2 separate regions of the Mus musculus genome follow, and region 1 is linked to region 2. The links are chromatin contacts, called in public Hi-C maps. All regions are on one chromosome and are shown on one strand. The core of a region is the stretch at or near the end of the contact, and the rest is flanking DNA. Distances in the headings are between cores, read along the strand shown.

Region 1 (3,497 bases), core at 892-3,391, 310 kb before region 2:
CTAAATGATGATTTGTTTCGGCTGGGGCAAAGGGGCAGGGGTGCGGGTGTGTGCTCTGGAGCAAGCCAGGGCTAGTGGAGAGATCCCTAGCTTGCTGCGCTGCACAATTCCTGGATGAGCTAACTGCTCTACCAAGGAATGTGGCAACCTCAGGGTAATGCTAGGGGAGAGCTGTGCTTTCCAAACCTGGCTCCTTTGACCCAAGGGTTTGTTAAAGGTGAGGGATAGCTGTCTTATTTTGAAGCCAATGGTCCTGCTACTGCCTTTTCCCGAGCCTGACAGCTATGGTGACCTGGGGCTTGGCTGAGACTCAGCATGGATGATCTCCCTGCTGAAGTTAATGAGTCCCAAAGCAGGGATCTGGCTTGGTGTGGATGCCCTCGCACTACCCGTGCCATTGAGAGTTGCCACAGGGTCTGGACTCTGCAAAAAAAAAAAACCTCTTTTCCTGAGCCTGGATTTTACTAACGTTTTTTTCCTGGGTTGTCTGTTCCATGATACGGTGGGCAGAGGCAGATGTGATTTCCTGTCTGAATGTGGCTTTTGGACACTGGTACCATGGACTGTGATTTGTCTGTGGAGAATGCCTTCTACACGAGTGGACCGTGCTCTGATTGTTATGCATGCTCACCAAAGCAGCATGTACAAAACTTGGCACTCAGCAAACCCTAAGCTTTAGTGTTGTGTTGGGTCGGTTCTGGGGTTGAGGGTTGCAAGCTCTGGGGAGGAGGAGGAGAAGAATCTTAGCTACATTTTGTGCTAAGTGGGGCAAGACTGTCTCCCTCGCGATATTGCTACTGAAGCACTGACTCCATTTCCAGTTGATAAAACCACACCACTCACAGGAGGGCTACACGCCGGATGATTGTAATGGGAAATTCTCATCTCTGGAATTTTTAAGGGAGCAAGCAACTCTCCGTACCTCTCCTTGACTTAGTGTGTCCTTTTTAATAAAGTTTTAAAAACTGGCCAATGGTACTGACTGCAGGCAACAGGAAACTATTTTCATCCTCTAACGTGGAGATTCTTGGGAAATGAACCTTGGCCTTGGTGCCAAATGTCCTGGTTCCATCAGTGATGAGCTTGGAGTACCTGTGGACTGTGCACAGGGTACCCACAGGACAGACGATCTTGGGGAGTGAGTGCTGATATTACAGAGTTGAGTTGTGAGGACATTTTCAAAAAATACACGTGATTTAAAGAAACCACACAAGGGGCTGCAAACATCCCCAAATCCTTTGTCTTTGAGGACCTAACTCTTATGACTCCAAGGAACTCCTGGTTACTTATTGTCACATGAATGAACTTTGTAGGGACTACTTTAGATTAAGATGAACTATCTGGTTTTAAATATGCATCGGTTCCAGACTTCTTCAAAACAAAGACAAACCTCTAAACAATATAGTCAAGAAAATTTAGTGTTCTGTAGATGCCCCCTCTGACCCTAATCCTTGGCTACAGGGAGCAGACCTCCAGGGACAAAATAGAGACACTATCTATGGTGGATTGTTTTAGATACACATAGACACCTATCCACACACAGAACAGTGACAAAAGAGAAAAGAAGTTGGTCAGTGACCTAGAGATCTGAAGCTATCAATAGACCTCCACAGTGACTCTCACATTCTAAGGGAAGCAAGGGGATTGGAGTGACCAAAATGTCACCCCAGGACAGCAGTAGTCCCATAGTTCAGGAGGATATGGCCTTTTGAGAGTGACTGTATCCAGCAGGTGCCAGGGCCCTGGACTTGTTTCTAACAGGGCATTATTATGTATTGACTGCTTTGCTCTTGCCGTAGTCTCTTTCAGACACCAGCGTTTGTTTACAGTTTCGCAGACAGTTCACACAGTGGTCTTGTTTGAACACAAACAACACTATGAGGATATGGGTGAGGCTGCTTCCCTATATATACATCAGGATGGTCACCATCTAAGCTATGCTGTGTCAGGCCAAAAGACCGAATATCTTTGCGACTTTCAGGAGGGTGGACGTCTCAGTGGATGGAACCCTAAAACTGAGGGATGAGATGATCCAGGGTCTTCTTTCTGATCAAGAAATAGGGGCTGAAGTCCTCTGCTCACATGGAAGGCCACCCTGCAGCAAGACTGCAGTTCCCCTCATGACCAGCAGAGGGCTTTCTGCGCTGGTTACTTTTTATTTGGCTTTGTTCTCATCAGTATTATCCTGGAGGTCTTTTGTAGTCCTTAAAGAGAATAAATGTCTCAGCAACAAATTCTACTTTGTAGAAACTTTAAAAGTTTATCTAATTATCTCTAGTGATCTTTCTGGAGATACTAGGAAACAACCGCACTGGCAATCTGTACAGAGTTGCAGGCCTTTCTAAACTTTCCATCTTGGTGAGATCACATGACACAGAATTTTAAACTAAATATCCCAGTGTTGTTGAGAAGTCGCCTTGTATTAGGGAATACTAAAGTGCTTTATATAATATCCTATCTGTCATTCAACCTCCTAACATTATAAGTGAATTCTAATAATAATCATTATGAAGTTGCTACTATTATCACATTTTACAGATGAGAAAACGGAGGCATTGGCATGAAGAATTAGCCTCTCTTGGAGAATTTTACTGTTAAATGAGGAGATGGCTTTACTGTTAACGTGCTTGCTTTGTTCGGAATTCCTGATGGATCCCTAGTCTAACCTCTCCTCTCGCAGGAAAAAAAAATTATTTGATGAAGGTGGAATAGCTAGGAATTTTTGAACTGGGTCTAGCAGGAGGTTAACTAATGATGATGTTAGTAAGTTGAGTAGTATTATCACTTATTGACCAGCCTCTATAGTACTATGAACTATTACAGTTAATCTTCCCTACTCTCTGAAATTCATTTAATTATCTCCCATTTTATGGATGAGAGAGTTGAGACTCAAAGAGCATCATTTATCTGAACTCCCAGCAGTAGCAAGCAACAGAACTAGACCATGTACATTGAGATTTCCCAAGACTTATCAGGGCCCAATAAACACCGTGTCTTCCTACTTCCCCAGTGGGGATTAATGTCTGCCATCATTTTCTTCTTTGTAGTGTTGTGTAACTGTCTTTCTGAGTGGCCTGAGTGTATTATGGGAGAGCAAAGATCACACCTTTTAACGTCATGAGCTCCCTCACTAAACAGATGAGTTAAAAACAAAACAAAACACTCTTCACGCCTTCCCGGATTTCTCTGACTTTCTTTTGTATGTTAACAGTGATCAAACAATAAAGATTTATTGTGTGGTTCTCTCAGGAAAGGTGCAAAGCCAAGAGATGAAGTGTGGAAGGAGTCCTGGGTGCACTCACCAGGGCCAGCCTGTGAACAAGATAATCCAGATTAATACATGGGGCTAGGATGGCAACAGGGGAGGCTCTGAGCACAGTGCCCCCTGGTGGAGGGAGGCTCTCAGTGGTTAGGACTGAGAACAAGTAGAGATGGTACTAAGTAGCTCAGAACCCAAGATGGCTACTGGGCTAGTCAAGCTCAAGTACAAACCTTGA
Region 2 (3,940 bases), core at 115-2,614:
ATTCTTGACCCATTACATCCTCTTCTAAAAAACCCAAATAGTACCGTATGCCAAGGCAAAGCAAGATGCACTGAGAAAGTCCACAGAGCTGATACGTTCCAGACCTGGTTCAATTGGAACATCTCTGTTTCAGAAATTCTTTGGGGACACAGTCTGCTTCTTTTGCTTTCTTGACCTTGTGCATATTCCCTAGGGCATAAACACCATGTAGAGTATACTGTTGGTGTGGTATACAGCACTGTTCATTGGTACAGCTCCTAAGTGGCATATCACTTCTCCCAGTGCAATGCTCCAGTCTTACTCCTGGAAGTTCTCCTCCACTATGATATTTAGAGAGGGATCTGGCATGTTTTCCCCAGTGGAACCCTTAGCCAGACTCCAGGACACTTTGCAGTGGGCCTTTGTAGGCCCTCCCAGACCTTCCTGAAGTCACTTCAAGGGAACCTGGCATAGTGGGAGGCTGAAAGGTGGAGTCCATCTTCAAGTTCATTTTCGCAGAAGAAGACTCACACTTGCTTTGATATCGGGCCGTTTGATACACTCTGGGTCTTGGTGCCATCAACTGCTGAGATGTGTGTTTCTAGAATATGTTCTTCATCTTGCTCTTCCAGGACAGCTTAAGCCTTCTACCATTTACTGTAGTTAACTGCCTCGTGTGTGGCTCCTAAGCACTGTATTCTAAAGTAGACAAGAGGACAGTAGAATATATGTGAAAATGCTCCCATCCTCTGCTTTGAGTAAAGCAAAAGGCAGTTAATTGGACAAAAGAAAATCCTCATTTTAAATGCATGCATCCACCCTGCCTCTTCTCTTCCCTAGCTCCTTATGCTTGGTGGGTAAATAGAACGTAGGCAGGAAACTGCACATTCGTCTCAGAGTTACATACATGTATTAGGGTAGAATGACAGGAAAAGTGTGTCTATTGACTTTCAAAACAAAGCCTCTTAATGCAACACAGGCTGGGTATTTGCATCCATGTCCACAGAACTTCTGCGTTCATGTCAACAGCCTTTTCCTGTTGTCACGTCTTCCTCAACCATGCTTGAGGAAGCCTAGTGGAAGATTGGTAGTCCTTATTTCTGAACACTTGAATAGTCAACAAGCTGCTGAGAGCAAAGTGACCCTTTACATGGGCTCTTTCCTTGTGAGTGTCCTGAACCACACACCCGCTACCCTGTCGACCACTGGCTTGCCTGGTTTCCCATTTGTCAGCACTGACAAAGCGTCCTCCCAGCCAAGCAGGACACTGACGCATTAATTGGCACTGGAGGTATCACAGCTTGAGTTCAACCAGAGCTGGCAGGCTCTATGACTCTGTGACAGCTCTGTGAAAAAGTGTCAGGAGTGGAGCTCTGGCATGCCATCGGCTGACTGCAGCACCCTGGCACTAATGAGCAGCCTGTCAGCACCAGCATCAGGCCCTGTGTGGCATGGGGATCATTAGGACAGCAAACGAAAAAGTTCCTGGCAGAGAGAAGCTGAGGGAGCTAAAGGTGTCACCTTACCTGGACATGGCACTGCCCCAAAATGAGAGAGAGAGAGAGAGAGAGAGAGAGAGAGAGAGACAGAGAGAGAGACAGAGAGAGAGAGAGAGAGAGACAGAGACAGAGACAGAGACAGAGACACAGAGATACAGAGATATAGAGACAGACAGAGACACAGAGACAGAGAGACTCTGTAAGGTGTTCCATGCTTTTGGGTTACTTTTAGAAACTCTGCTTGATTGAATCACCTTGTTATTAATCAGAGAAGGCTGGACATCTTTTCTGCACTGACCAAAGGGGTATTGTTTAGCTCTCTAGTCATGGCTGTACCATAAAGCTATAAAGTGTATGAGAAAGAAAGACTTGGGAGAGGAGAGAGAACTGGTATTTACTCTTTTTGCTTCTTGTCTGGGCAGCTCCCTGCCTGGGAAATCTGCTGAGAGTTGTTTGCCACCTGCCTGTCTTCTACTGAAATATCAGAATCTAGATAAGCCATTAGAAGAACCTGGCTTTATCTGTGTCTTTGTCCCAAAAGTGGACATGGGGGTTCCCTGGGCATCTATTCAATGTAAATGCTTCCTGATGGCAAGGATGGAGTACACAGTACTTTGTGCATTCTTTTGCACTAGGCTCTTCAGAGCTGTATGGTGTATCTTCCATTTTCTGGGGATTTGGATGTATCAGATGGAATTCATTTCTATGAAAGTTTGGATGAGAGGTCTGAGAGAGTTGGGCATTGAAAACATATCCAGCTGGAGAGAAGTTGTCACTTCCTTGTTAGTGGCTGGGTCATGCTGGGCAGTGGTCACGAAATCTGAAGCCTCACTTCTTTCTTGCATTAATTCCTGCTTCTTGCAATGGTACCTAGACTTTTCATGACCTCACTACTCTCCAATACCATATACAGCATTGTCAAAGCAACAGCTCAGACAAGCCAACACATGCAGGAAGACCTCACTGTGACCCATGCCCTCTTCTCTACTTAGATCACTCTTTTACTCAAGAATTGTATTCTTGCTTCAAGACCAAGATACCAAGTTGTAAGCCTCTGATGATATTCCTTAGCCACAGCAAGTCACTCATTTCTCTGGGATCCAAGAGCACTTTCACACATTTCCAATCAGGGACAATGGCTTTTTTTTCTAGTCACCCACAGAGATCTGATATTCTCAAGTTACCTAAGAGATCCAGGATCTAAGAACAGTCCTTACTGAAGCCATTTTGCTTCATCTTCAAGGGCTGCTGCAGGAGCACTGCAAGGGATAGTGGCAGGAGAGAGTAGATAATGCTGGGGAGATGGTCCTATCAGCCCTCATATTTCTTTGCATCCACCGAGAGTTTCTGTCTGGTATGGTTGTACATGTGTTCAATCCAAGAAACATAGGATGCAGAAGCAGGAAGACCACCACAATACTGAGGCACTCCTGGTTGACATAATAAGTTCCAAGCTAGCTAGATCTAGTTATGAAGTGAAACTGTGTCTCACACCAAAACAAAAATAAAAATAAGCCCTTTGGATATAATTTAAACTCAAATCAAATCTTAGAAGGTAAAGAGTAAGACACCAGAGCTTCATTTCTTTACATCATTTAAATCCTTTTAGTATTACGTGTGTGTGTGTGTGTGTGTGTGTGTGTGTGTGTATGTGTGTGTGTGTGTGTGTGTGTGTGTGTGTGTGTGTGTGTGTGTGTATAACTCAACACACACAGAGCCTCAAGCTCTGTGGGCAACTTGGGAAAGACAGTTCTCTTCTTTGACCAAGTGAATCTTGGTTCTCAAATCAGGTTGTCAAGTTTGATGTCAAGTTCTGCTTACATATAAGTTATCTCATAGGCTCAAATATTGAAAATGCATTGTTGTAGTTAAGGTTTCTATTGTTGTGGAGAGACACTATGGCCATGGCAACTCTTAGAAAGGCAAATATTTCATTGGTGCTAGCTTTCAGCTTCAGAGGCTTAGTCCAGTATCCTCATGGCAGTGTGCAGGCAAACATAGTGTTGGAGAAGGAGCTGAGACTTCTACATCTTGATCCACAGGCAGCACAAGTAACTGTGAGCTACACTAGGCATAGCTTGAGCATATGAGACACCAAGGTGTCCTCATAGTGGTGCATTTCCTCCTTCAAGGCCACACCTACTCCAACAAGGCCACACCTTAATTATGCCACTCCCTATAGGCCAAGCATTCAAACACATGATTTTATTATGAGTATTTCTGTTCAAACTACCACATATATACTCTACTCCATGTGTACTGGGCCTTTTTCCTTATTATCAGGTTTTGAACCTAGGACCTCATGCATGCTAAAGTTCTACCTCTGAGCTGTATCTCTCAGCCATGTTTATATAAATTTTGAATGATAATCTTGTCAGAATTTACAAATCAACCCAAGAAATGTCTAAGTAAAGGTCTGCTACCCTCCCATGATCTGTACCAAAAGCATAAATCCTTAGACT

What was found. A called contact is a pair of places that touch in the nucleus more often than the background predicts.
Region 1: a contact with region 2 is called in a Hi-C map of cerebellar granule neurons, with 2.1 times the contacts expected there. The contact joins two enhancer-like sites. A contact is called at or near these places in 3 of 484 Hi-C or Micro-C datasets (cerebellar granule neurons, liver and trophoblast stem cells), 3 of 115 datasets of contacts at active chromatin or transcription factors (VIP interneurons, embryonic forebrain and forebrain) and 1 of 9 other capture datasets (liver).

The regions. Positions count from the first base shown.
Region 1 is chr9:29,408,040-29,411,536 of GRCm38.p6, reverse strand. The region is part of intron 1 of Ntm (neurotrimin); the gene reads left to right. Among named protein-coding and RNA genes, the nearest start is that of Ntm, 2.9 kb to the left of the region's middle. Within about 2 kb of position 2,141, at least 1 of the 459 cell types and tissues checked has an H3K27ac peak or open chromatin away from gene starts, as enhancers often do. A contact at or near this core is called in cerebellar granule neurons, where this site is marked.
Region 2 is chr9:29,101,550-29,105,489 of GRCm38.p6, reverse strand. All of the region lies in intron 3 of Ntm (neurotrimin), which reads left to right. Among named protein-coding and RNA genes, the nearest start is that of Gm15520, 68 kb to the right of the region's middle. Within about 2 kb of position 1,364, at least 18 of the 459 cell types and tissues checked have an H3K27ac peak or open chromatin away from gene starts, as enhancers often do. A contact at or near this core is called in cerebellar granule neurons, where this site is marked.